Linked DNA regions of Zea mays: region 1 is linked to region 2. A link is a contact called in public Hi-C data. All regions are on one chromosome and are shown on one strand. Each heading gives the region's core, a stretch centred on a gene start, on an enhancer-like site or on the middle of the called end of the contact. The rest is flanking DNA. Distances are from core to core; before and after follow the strand shown.

What was found. Hi-C and Micro-C count contacts between places; a contact is called where the count stands out from the background.
Region 1: a Hi-C map of leaf shows a contact between it and region 2, with 2.6 times the contacts expected there. The contact joins the promoter of LOC103648272 here to the promoter of LOC100282974 in region 2. A contact is called at or near these places in 14 of 25 Hi-C or Micro-C datasets (bundle sheath, ear, endosperm and 5 more) and 1 of 3 datasets of contacts at active chromatin or transcription factors (leaf).

What each region holds. Positions count from the first base shown.
Region 1 is chr2:240,933,188-240,939,665 of Zm-B73-REFERENCE-NAM-5.0, reverse strand. LOC103648272 (Fanconi anemia group D2 protein homolog) reads left to right here and starts at 2,364. Exons shown (of 31, transcript XM_020548742.3): 1 at 2,364-3,216; 2 at 3,323-3,577; 3 at 3,714-3,926; 4 at 4,029-4,160; 5 at 4,727-4,856; 6 at 5,027-5,073; 7 at 5,145-5,246; 8 at 5,352-5,465. The coding sequence starts at 2,461.
Region 2 is chr2:240,662,019-240,668,369 of Zm-B73-REFERENCE-NAM-5.0, reverse strand. It overlaps LOC100282974, which reads left to right and starts at 2,831. Exons shown (of 12, transcript NM_001155878.2): 1 at 2,831-2,934; 2 at 3,069-3,089; 3 at 3,243-3,343; 4 at 3,445-3,502; 5 at 3,621-3,664; 6 at 3,749-3,829; 7 at 4,479-4,549; 8 at 4,626-4,736; 9 at 4,915-4,997; 10 at 5,253-5,469; 11 at 5,893-5,976; 12 at 6,144-6,351. The coding sequence starts at 2,907. The coding sequence ends at 6,219.

The sequences.
Region 1 (6,478 bases), core at 1,115-3,614, 270 kb before region 2:
CTGGTAATCTAGCTGCTGGCATGGCATGGAGACTGGAATTGCGTCTCCATGAAGGGAACCTGTTCGACATTTGATAGTGGAGGGCTATTAGGCTTTGGGATCATCCATTCCATAGACAGACACCTCTCTTTCCCTGCTCTTCCTCCAGTAGCTTTGTCTGTACGTTCACGCGGAAGCTCCAAGAGACAAGAGGGAGCGCCTCATCTCGCTCCCACTCGCCTGTTTCGCCGCCTCCTGCAGGCCAGCCCTGTTCTCTTGTGCTGCAAGAGAACAGGCCAGCTCCCGTTTCCTCTCTTCGTTCAGATGAAGACTGTCATCCTGGGCAACTTTCCAGCGTTGAGGAGGTTGCTTCAACTGGACACGTTGAGACTCTCTCCAGCAAGGCAGCAACACTCGCTATTACGCTGCCATTGGGAAAGGAAGGCCGCTGACTTCCTTCACAGCAGTGCAGTGAAGAAGGTGACCTTGTACTTGGACTCCAACTAGTAGTAAATCCGGGCCAGGAGGACTATGACTTAGGCTATCTCCAGCAACGTCCTCTAAATTTCATCTTCTAAAAGAATATTCTCTGTCCTTTACAGACTACTCTAAAAGATTTCGTACTCTATATTTTTACTCTCTCCAGCAGCGTCCTCTATATCTCATCCTCTATATTAAATAATCAATTAAAATCGCTATATCAACGTCACCTCCACGTGGGCCCTTTATTTGTCCGGAGCCTACAAAGAGCTATACACGTGGGCCCCTTAGGCTGTTTCCAGCAGCGTCCCCTAAATTCTATCCCTTAAAAGAATATTCCCTGTCCTTTACAGCACACTCTAAAAGATTATGTCCTATATATCTTCTCAGTCTCCAGCAACGTCCCCTAAATCCGGTCCTCTAAAGCTACAGTGATAACAGACTTCCTTTTTTCATTGATTTAGTTTTTTTATTTGTTTGCATATAATCGAAACAACATTTTAGTTTTTACACAGAATAATCTCTATTTTATAGAACCAAACAACTAAATGATTGTAGCTAGAAAAGAACTTTCAGATTGGATAGATAATCTTACTATGAATATCTGCAAGGAATTCTCCTGACTGACCTTCTCGAGGTCATCCTGATTTTCCATTACGAAATCATCAAGTTAGCCAAAACCAAAACAAAAGAGATTGGATACAAGCAACGATAACCCTAACCTGTGCAGGAGCACAACAACCGTTGAGCTATGCATTGTCTTCCTTGAGTTCGCTGACCAAATCTTACATGGCTGCATCATCAAAATAGAACAAAAAAATTGAAGTAGGCAAAAAGAACAAGCGCTTTGCCCCAAAACCCTCCCTCCTATCCCATCGGTTCCAGGGACAAATCCAGAAGCTTTTAGACGCTGCTCTGAGTGGGATCGACGATTTTTGTTGCAGATCGAAAACACACGGCGCCATCCCGTTGGGGTGCCGGTCTTCTGCGTCGTCATGACCACGTAGTCACACGCCTCTAGGTGGGCCCCCAGCTTGAGCACGACTGCCGCAAAGTTCTTCCTCGTCATCTGCTTCGTCGCTGCTGCCGCGGAGATTGAGGAGCGAGGCAAGGAACCAAGCGTTGCTAGCGGAGATTGGGGGCTTGCTGTGCATGGATTGGATGGGGACTCGAGGGAGCGTGCACGGCCAAGGAGAAGTTTCGCCAAAGCGGGTAGACTCGTCGTCGTCGGAGAAGAACCCTGAAGACGATGTGCTGCACGACGGACGCGAGAGGGTTTCGACTTCCGAGCAAGCGCGGGAGCGAAAGGGAGGAGACGGCGCGAGAGTGATAGCGGGCGGTAGCGTGACCGCCACATTTGGAGGACGACGAAGACACGCTATATTTTAGCGAAGGTTTTAGCGTGCGTTGCTGGAGTCGTAGCGAATGTCTCGATCCGCTATATTTAGCGTACAGAGCCATTTACCGCTCCTTGCTGGAGACAGCCTTATTTGTCTGGAGCCTGCAAAGAGCTATACACGTGGGCCCCTTATTTGTCCGGAGCCTGCAAAGAGCTATAGAGGAGCCTCCAAATTTAGAGGTCGTGGCGAGGCTCCTGTATTTTACAGGAGGTTGTAGGGGACGTTGCTGGGGAGAAAAAGTAAACCGAGATCCGCTAAATTAAAGGTACCGGACGGTGTACCGTCCCTTGCTGGACACAGCCATATGAAAACTACCCTAGCCCTGGTCAGACTCAAGTTAGCCATCTACTGAAGTTAAAATGATCCAGCATCTGCATTGCTTGCAGCTCTGATGGCTGGGTGGTGGGCAGCAAATACACGGCCCAAAGGAGGCCCGCCTGACATTATTGTTCCTCGCAGCTTCCTCCCGTGGCGCCAAAAATTTCATTTCATTTTCCCCAAACCCATCCCCCAATTCCCCCCCAAAACCTTCCCAGTGTGTCTTCTCGACGAAGGAAGCCATCTCGTCTCTCTCCGCTCCGGCGATTGATCGGCGGCGCCGATGGTGTTCCTGCAGCGCAGCCGCCCCGTCAACCCCCGCAAGCGCCCGGCACCGCCGCCCGAGCTCGAGCCCGAGCCCGAGCCCCCCAGGCCCGGCCCGGACGCTTCATCCGCCGTCGACGCGGCGGCGGCGCTGCTCGCGGACGCGGGCTGCACGCTCCTCGTCCCGCCGCACCAGCCGCCGTCCCTCCCCTCGCCGCACTCCTTCGCTGCCCGCCTCTCCCGCAAGCTCTCCGCCGGCGGGGACGCCTCCTCGCCCTCGGCCCCCGCCCGGCGCCTCCTCGAGGGCCTCGCCGCCTTCGCGGCCTCCTCCCCCGCGCGGCTCCGCCAGCTGCTCCTCCCGACGGCGCCGCACGAGCCGAGCCTTGCCCGCGCGCTCCTCTCCGTCCCCGCGCTCCAGCCGGGCCTGCTCGCGCTGCTCCTCGAGAAGCTGCCCGAGCACTTCGGCGGCGACGGCGCGCTCGACGGATCGCCGCTGCAGGACGACGTGGGGAGGCTCATCGTGTCGCAGTTCCGCTGGCTCGATTTCCTCGCCGACGCCGACGCCTTCGTCGACAAGCTCGTGGAGGTGCTCTCCGTGGCCCCGCACCGCCTGAAGAAGGAGATCATCGGCTCGCTCCCGGAGATCGTTGGCGACAAGAGCCACGCCGCCGTGGTCGCCGCGCTCGAGAAGCTCCTGCAGGAGGACTCCGAAATCGTTGTCGCCGTGCTCGATGTGCTGTCGGATCTTAACCTCAACGAGGAGCTGCAGGAGCAGGTGATGTAGACACATTTTGTTCTCTGTTTTGTGTCTGTCAGTGAACTTTGTTTTGTATGTCAGTATGATGCTACCATCTGAATCTGATGACGTCACCCTCCTGCAGGCAGTGACTGTTGCGATATCATGCATCCGGACAATTGCTCCAGACCAGACGCCTCATCTGCTCAGGTTCTTGCTGTTGTCGGCTACACCAGTCAATGCTGGGAGGATTATATCGCAGATACGTGAGCAGCTCAAGTTTGTTGGTGTTGTCGATCCACGGGCTGCACGGAGTAAGAAGCTCAAAGGGAAGGCATCAGCTAATAGCACTGATGGGGCAATACTTGATACACTGAGATCAGGCCTACGGTTTAAGAATGTAAACTGTTTTAATCTTCAGCTTATTTTGCAGCACAGTACTGCAGATTGGGGAAGCTCTCCCCTTAAACTTTTCGAAATCATTTTTGCCACTATGTTCAAGGTTCATCTTGGCTGTGTTTTGCTGTGAACCACAGATGCTTTGTGAGGCTTTCCTGAAGGAGCTGAAGTCAGTTGACCACCCGAGGGATCACAAAGTGATTGATGTTTGGCTCATCATGCTTATCTATGCCAATGGTGGTGCTCTAGAGAAGGCTGCAAAGAAAATACTGAAGTCCAAGATCTTACATGAGTGCATAAGAGAGACACTGTTTGATCAATGTATTCATGGGAACACTGAACTGGTAAAGGTTAGTTCTTCATTATACTGCAACGATTGTATACATGCAGCATACATGTGACTAATCATGCTAATTTGGAGTCTAAATGCGCCATGATTTAACTTGAGTCAGGAACATTTCATGTCATACCTCTCAGTTAGCGATTACTTGTTGGCTTGCAAGGAAGAGAAAGCTAGAGAGTTTGCGGCTTATTTGTTCACAGCACTATTTGAAGAGTTCACTGATACATACTCCAGGCAAGAGGTACCACTTGGCTTCCAACACTTTTGGTTGTAATGATTCACATGCTAAAAAGGTTGAGAATGTCTATATATGCTTATGGCATGGAATAATCTTTGTGATTCTGAAACATTCAATGTTGTAACACTTTCAGACACTTTGGTGGTTTAAGTGCGAATACATAACTAATGGATATGTACTCTGTGAATTAGTATTGAATGGCGATGTCAGGTCCAGCATATATATGAACGATACATTGAAAATGATGTTCTTAAACTCATACTATTTCTGCATGCTAGAGGGAATGTAGTACTTATACTATGGGTAGAAGAGTGTTGGAACTACTGATGAAGTGATATCGATAACTGATTACAGTTGAGAAACTTAGTGTCATCTGATTTCTGGTCATGACAAAAACCATGGTATAACCGTATAAGGACGAGATTTATTTAGTGTTAAGCCAAAGAAATTTAGTCAATGAAATTTTGTTGCACATGGAATTGCTTATCTTTGATTACAAATTATCTGTTCTGTTTTGTGCATTTTATCTGTTCATCATTTCCTAATAGTTTGTCCCTTCTTTTTTGCAGCTTGTGGGTTCATTGGTCACTCATATAGGATCTGGGGTTAGTTACGAAGTTTCATCTGCTCTGGATATCATGATTTCTTTAACATCCAACAATTCGGAAGAACTGATTCCTATATCTTCACACATAACTGGTAAGGTACTTTCATATGCTAGTAGTTGGTCTTTACTCCACCCTTTGTATTATTCCTCTTCTTCTGATATACAATTCACAGAGCTTCTGCATATTGAAGAAAAAACATACTTTCCTTTGTATTTAGTGCTTTTCATTTTCTTAATAGACATATCAACCTTTTCAATACAGGAATATTGGATTACTTGGAGAGTTTTGGCGAAGATAATCTTCGGAAGGTTTGTGATACATTGTTCATTTCTCTTCTACTCTGTGCCTTCATAAATAATAGCTAATCAAGAACTTATAGGTTTATGATATCTTCTGTCGTTTGGCACTGGCTGCTGGCTTCAATACTGGTTCAGGTGGCTCTTCAGTTGCTAACGAGGTTCTAATGGTGGTGAGGAAGCAGGTATGATCACATTTATTACATGGGTAGCACATTTTTCCGACAAAGACATCTTTCACTAGCAAAGTACAAACCGTTATTGTTCTGTGCCTACTTCTTACCTTGTAGGTTAGTAATCCAGACATGAAGTATAGACGGATGGGAATAATTGGGGTTTTAAGGATAGTTTCTACTATCGCTTCCACTGATGTCAATGCTGCTGTGAACTGTTCATCATCTCAGGTTTGTTTAAGTACAATGTAAATTTAGGATAAGTGGCAATATTATGGTTATCATGTCGCCACACGCCACGACAAGGCGAGTCGCCAGCTGGGCGCATGGACACCTAGACACCAATTTGTTTAGCAGCAAGTATGCAACATATATCATACAAGATATAAAAAACTAGCAAATAAAATATAGGTAGCAAGCAATTATATATGTCTAGCAAATACATGATAAAACTGAATAACTGATAAATATGGCATATTATCCTGCCCTAAGTCCATAAGGCTTAATTAGTATATAAGTCCATCTCATTTATGCCGCACACATGCTCGTCACTTGCAGTTGCAGCAGCATCATCTGTAGCAAGAGCTTGGCCATAGTCATCTTCAACATGTAGATCATCAAGAGCAACAAAGTCAATTTCAGCTTCTTTGTCTTCTCCTAATCCTTGTTGTTCTTGTTCTGAAATTATGGTTGTGGTGGATGTTGAAGCAGCAGCTACAACACCATTTCAACGAGTATAGATCCTGCTCATCCTAGGAAAATTACGGTTCTGTAGTGATGTTGTTGCACCAATGGCTTCATGAACACGAGACCAGAAAAGATCATGATCTTCAGGATGATCTCTTCTTCATTGTTAGTTGCCATTTGAACCTATTGGAACTCTTCTAAGATCAAAGGGTTTAGATTTTTTTCTTCCACATGTCTCTTTTTGAGCCTTTCAATTATCTTGTATCAGATATAAAGCAAATCATTCAACCTTTGGTTCTCTAATCTGTTTCTTTTATTTGTATAGATCTAAAAAAGAAACCACCACTTACTTACTAACACCCCCTTAGGCCGTGTCCAGCAGATCGTGTATAACTGTATATGGACGTGTAAAACATTGTTTTGCACTGTAGATAACACTGTTTGCAGAGTGGAGTTTGAAATAGTGGATGTGATAGGGGAGTTGCTGGAGATAGCCTTAGTATACCATATATGCGCTACACATGCTGAAATTAATGATAACATGTTAGGAATGCATA
Region 2 (6,351 bases), core at 1,582-4,081:
TTTAATAAATATTTCAATACATATTTATCTATACTACTCTATTAAGAATCTAATGTGGGCACCTGGTGCTGCCACAACTTCATCCTCCACACTGACACTCTGAGCCCGCCCCACGCGTTCAAACTGGTTCTTTTGTCCCTCTCTCGGCTACTGCCATGCGTACACGCTGACACTCTAGTCTCGCCCCACGCTATCTGACTGGTTTTCTTGCCCCTCTCTTAGCTATGTACTACCCTGTGGACCCCAGCGCCCACGCAGCTACTGCACCTGCTCAGCACCCGACCTCACCCACACAGCTACCACACCGCGCAAAAAAATGCAGAGCGAGCACTCAGATCTACACCCCCAGCTCTAGAAATTTGGAGCCACACGTATCTTAGTATTTAGATAGAAATAAAAAAATAATTATATTTAAATAAATATCTTGATACCTATTTATATGATATATAAAAATCGTAGCAAAGCACGGTCAACTGGCTAGTTCTATGTATTAACCATGGGAGCCACTGGCACCAGTTAACGGTGATGGAGTCTGTGCCGAGTGCTCCACAGAGTGACACTAGACAAAGGCTCACCCTTTGTTGAGTGTCTGCAGACCGACACTCGGCATAGAAACTTGTAACATTAATATTTTATTATTGTGAAGCTTATAACATTAACATTTTATTATTGTGAAGCCTATAGCATTTTCATCACAGTTATTATTGTGCAGATGCTGAGAGATGCACACAGCCCATCTACCCACACAGCCCGGCGTCGATTTCAGGAAACTGGCATGTCCTTAATTATTGCAAGAATAGCCAGCGATGAACGCAAATTAAGATCGATGCTCGGGATCCACATGACTCAAGAAACCACGGGCGCGGGAAGGCTCGTCGACTCGTCGTCACAACATATATATATGACTGAAAAAAAAAGCTCGAGTTAAATGATCAGACTCCATAACTCAGTTCGGTTCGAACTAGCTCAACGATTGGCTCGGCTCGACTCGGCTCGTGAGCTGGCTCGTGGCTTCACCCAACAATAATTTGTTACATAAAATCCTAATTAACATATAATATTAGTACTGAATAGACAATTAATTTATGTTATTTGATATTACTATACAAAATTAATCTATTTCCTTTATTATATTATTAATATATCTATTATACTAATTTAAAATATATTATTTAAAATAATTTTAAGCTTTTATATTATAATTTAGAGAGCAAATTCACGTTTATGCATGACTAGGCTCGTTAGCCGGCGAGCCAGGAGCGAGCCGAGCCGCTTTTCCAAGCTCGTCAGATGTAGGGCTGGATATCGAGCTGGCTCGACTCGGCTCGGTTCGACTCGAGTTGACTCGTTATGATAACGAGTTAGCTCGACTCGACTCGTTATGATAACGAGCTGGAGAAGCTGCTCGGCTCGGCTCGTTTGGTAACTCGGTCTGACTCGATTAACTTGTGAGCTAGCTCGTTATCAAAGTTGCCATAAGCTCCACCGGTTCTTGGGCTTCCATGGAGGCGAGCCGTCGACCGGCGATGGGCAAGTGGGCGCCGGAGGCCGGACAACCGAACAGGGCGAGGGCGCCGTCGGGGAAGATGAGCAGACGACGAAGAACAGACTGCTCATCGTGTCTTGAGCAGACAACGAAGAACAGACGGGCAGACGACGGAGGGCACACGCCGGCACGCCGCACACCGGCGCGGCGGTGCTGCAGCCTACTCTGCTCCACGGACAGTGGCGGCTGGCGGCTCTAGGGTTTAGGTTTTGGGGAGAGAGAGGGAGAGACCGAGAGCATGAGGGAAGGAGAAGGCAGAAGCCAAGCGCCGTCTCTAGTCTCTGTCTGTTCGGCTGCTGCGTCAAGCGTCATTGCGTGTCTTGTGTGGGCTGTGTCACCGTGTGGCTGGGCTGCTTGGCTGACTATGGGTGGGACTGGGCTGGGCCATTGCAGATTAGAAGTGATGTAAAACTCGTTTGGCTCGCGAGTAACTCATGAGTCAGCTCGAGTTTGGCTCGTTAAGAATCGAGTTAAATTGTTAGCTCAGCTCATGACTCATTTTAAACGAACCGAGTCGAGTCGAGTCACTAATGAGTCGAGTCGAGCGAGTTACCGAGTCACGAGTTTTTTGTCCAGCCCTAGTCAGATGAACGAGACGAGCCAAGTTCGGCTCGGCTTGTTTCCACCCCTAACCGTATCCCCTGACGGAAGAACTCACAAAAACAACACTAGTTTGAGAAGATGTTTAGAAAATCATCCATTTTCAAGCAATCTGTACAACGGCACCATTTTCACTAAATTAATTTGGAAAACAACACTACATCTATTTTTTGCATTTTTTATTGCTTACACTACATATAGATACACATATAGATAGACTAAATTAATTCTATTCATTTTACAGCTCATTTTAATCTCTTCTGTTCATAAGAAAAACATAAATAGATAAAATATACAAACTCTATTTTTATAGTGTTAAACATACAAATAAACACATATTTTTTTACGAGGGAAGAAGTTTAGATTTAACCGTGGAACTTCAAACATCAAATAGTGATGAGTGACGTGACCTTCCGCTGGGTCCAACCACGTGCGCGGAAAGGCTCGTCGTCACAGCATCCCCGACTCCCTGTCAGGTGTCCGGCCAGCTCTGTCCCAGACCTGACCTGACGGAACCACGGAGGGCGACGGCAGCCGAGGACGTTGTTGCGCATCGTGATAACTTCTCCGAATTAGTTATAAACGGACTTCTTTTTTCCCCCTTTTTGGGACCGATGGGGTATGCACTATTTTAGGCCCGTTAACTCCCAACCCAAGACGGGCCAGAGGATTTCTATTGTAGAAATGCAGTTAGGCCCATTAGGTTTTGCCCTTTTTTTTCAGACTCGGATTGGTCCGCCCTCCTTGTGCTCCGCCGGCAATGGCGTCCACCGCCGTCAAGCTCATCGGCAAGTTCCTCCGCTCCCTCTCCCACCTCACCGTCCTGTATCGTCCCCTCTCTACCCCGGACTGACCCTCTGCCTTCACCTTGCCCTCCACCCCCCTCCCTCCCCTTCTGCGGCCGTGGCGAGCACCCCACCAGACATCGCAGTCAACTTCACAGGTAACTCAAATACCCTCCGTTTCGCTCTTTTCTTAGTGCTTACGTACCTCGTAACTGGTTGCCTGCTTCTTGTGCCTCTCTCTCTCTCTCTCTCTCCCTCTTCCCGCGTGGCGTGCGCCGCCGTACGGGCTGTTTGCTGCTACTGCCTTGAAGATGGCATGTTCAAGGGCATCTACCACGGCAAGCAGTGCCACGCCGCCGACATCCCGGCCGTACTCGCGCGCGCGTGGGCTGCAGGCGTCGATCGCATCATTGTAAGTGTGCCCCCGCCGGTGTCGTCTCTTTTCTCGCTGCCTCCTAACGCGCCTCGGTTTCCTGGTAAATTCTTCCCACCCTTGTTTTGCTGGGGCGGCAGGTCACCGGAGGCTCCCTGAAAGAGTCCAGAGAGGCATTGCAGATCGCCGAGACCGACGGTAAGCTTGCCTGCATGTCTGCTTGCTGTGCTTCCTTGACTACTGATGTGCTCGGTGGTGCTTGTAAGGTGTTCGGTGAAATGCACCTGAGAAGTTGTCTTGTGTGTATGCAATGCAGGGAGACTGTTCTGCACTGTGGGAGTGCACCCAACAAGATGCGGGGTAGCTGGAATTTTTGGATTTGTATTTGCCATCGTTGTTTAGTGGTTCTGTTGACTCCTGATCTGGTGCATTTTGGATGGTCAGGAATTCGAGGAGAGTGGAGATCCCGAGGGTCATTTTCAGGCACTGCTGGCTCTAGCGAAGGAGGGTTTAGATAAAGGCAAGGTTGTGTATGATTATTTTGTTTCCAAGCAGGCAAAAAATGTTGTAACTATTATTTTCTTCTTGTAACCTATTGATAAATTGCTAGGGACAGTAATTCAGCCATGTGTTAGGATTGGAGCTACTGAAAGTTCTCGCAGGTTCTTACTTAAACAATGTTATATAAATCAATGATATAACTCAAAGTTCACATGACCCAGAAACAACAGTATGCCTTTTCTGTCCCAAGCAGGTTGGATTAGGTTAGAGATGAAACCCGTCTAGAGCCACAAGAAAGTGTATATCATAAATATGTAAAAAAAAGGAGCTAAATCAGTTGTAGTGGTAGTAAACAATGTTTACTTAATGCAAATGATGAACAGTTATGCCTATTTCAGAAACAGAAACAAGAACGAAATATAGATCAAGAGGGTCAGGTGCAAACTAAACATTACCCGATCTGTGCTTGCGACGTTGTGTCCAATTATTTACTTGTCAATCCACTGTTTCAGCAAAAGGACATGCACATATATCTGAACCGTTCTTTAAGTTTTGAAATATGAAGATATGATGTTTTTGTAGTGAGCCACACAGTGCTTATTTCAGTCCCCACTCTCTACCATCCTCCAGGGAAAAAACACTAGCAATCTTACATGAGTTCCAAGTTTTGCAGGTCGTTGCTGTTGGTGAATGTGGTTTGGATTATGACAGACTTCAGTTCTGTCCGGCAGATATGCAAAAGAAGTATACAATCTTGTTCTCCTATGCACAGAAATTGGCATTTAATCTATTCATTTCTGAGTGATTTATTTTGTATTAGGTACTTCGAGAAACAATTTGAGTTGGCTGAAGCAGTAAAACTGCCCATGTTTCTTCACATGCGTGCTGCTGGTGAAGACTTCTGTGAAATCATGACACGGAATTTGCACAGGTAGCATATAATCTGTATTCGGTAGGTGGTGTTCCTCAATGATGCCCTGCTGGATACACTCTTGTTTTTAATGAAACAGTTGAAAGTACACTGGTTGTAGGAGTTACCTATGTTTCAATTCACTTGTTATGTTTTATAACTATTTCTTGATCTCTCTGTCTGTTTTTCTCTTTGGCAGATTCCCTGGTGGGGTTACACATTCCTTCACTGACTCAGCAGAAGATCGGGACATGCTACTTTCTTTTGAGAAGATGTTTATAGGTAAAATCTCTTTACCTAGCAATAAAAATCTGCATCTCTTGCAACATGATAAACTTCAGAGTAAAGATAGTCAATTGACCACCCTTTAGGTAGTTGTAACAAGCTATTCCGAATTCTGTTGTAATTCCTTTTGTGATTCAGTTCTGTGTTGAAAATTTCCATTTGGATATTGATAACTGAAACAACTGTAGAATTTGATACTCTGTTATTCTTTATCTCCCAGTCGAGTCAGATGATTGTGAATCGTGGTTGCAGGTGTTAATGGTTGCTCTCTGAAAACTAACGAAAATCTTGAGGTTCTACGAGGCATTCCTGTCGAGAGGTTGATGATAGAAACAGATTCTCCATATTGTGACATAAGAAATACTCATGCTGGAAGCCAGTATGTAAAATCTGTCTGGCCATCTAAGAAGAAAGAAAAGTATGAGCCAGATTCAACAGTAAAAGGTCGCAATGAGCCTTGTTTAGTTAGGTAAGTTGCAACAGTTTGCCATTAATTCTTGGGTTCTCTTGCTCAGTATAGACTGGTTGCTGAGTTTTTAAATATGACAACTGTTTTCCATTGTAGAGAATATTTGCTTCTCATTTAAGTACTCCATTCTTTTACATGCTTTCTCTGTAGAAGCATCCAAGTAATCCAACCTTAACTCATGCCCTTCGTAGAGAGACTAAACAAGAAACTTGTCTTTTACATGGAAATTTGTATTTCTACCCTGATCAATGTTGTTGAGCATTGATTATTGACTTTTGAGCTTCATTAGCCTTATTCCCTAAGTCATGATTGTTCCACTGTTATTACTGGGAGCTGAACTCGTCAGACTTATCTGTTACTCGAATTTTTATTCTCACATGAATCTTGCCCCCAGAAAATTTGACTCGGAGCTATCGGTTTCAGGCAAGTTCTTGAGGTAGTGGCTGGAAGCAAAGGAATTTCTGACATAGAAGGCCTGAGTAGAACTCTGTACCACAACACATGCAGGTAAGATAACTTCGTACCAATCTGAGAATTTTCCACTGGTTATTAGTAACTAGAAATAACCCATGTCATAATCATGTTGCTTATTTGTAGCTCCAGCTCTGCGGTGTTCCATAAGTCATATTTTAATCGATGTGAATACGTGATTAATGGATCTGCCAATCTTGCAGGCTCTTCTTTCCTCAAGATCTTGACGCTTCTGCTAATGCGCAGCTTGAGAGTGGTACTGCCGTCCAGGATTGCTGATGTCAGAGTGATTTTTTTATTATAAATGTTTCCTTTTGACTGGTACTGCCGTCCAGGTTTCGTACAACTTCCAATATGCCTATGAAATATTTTTGGTCTTATATTTCCCATGTTTCATGAGCCTGATGACAT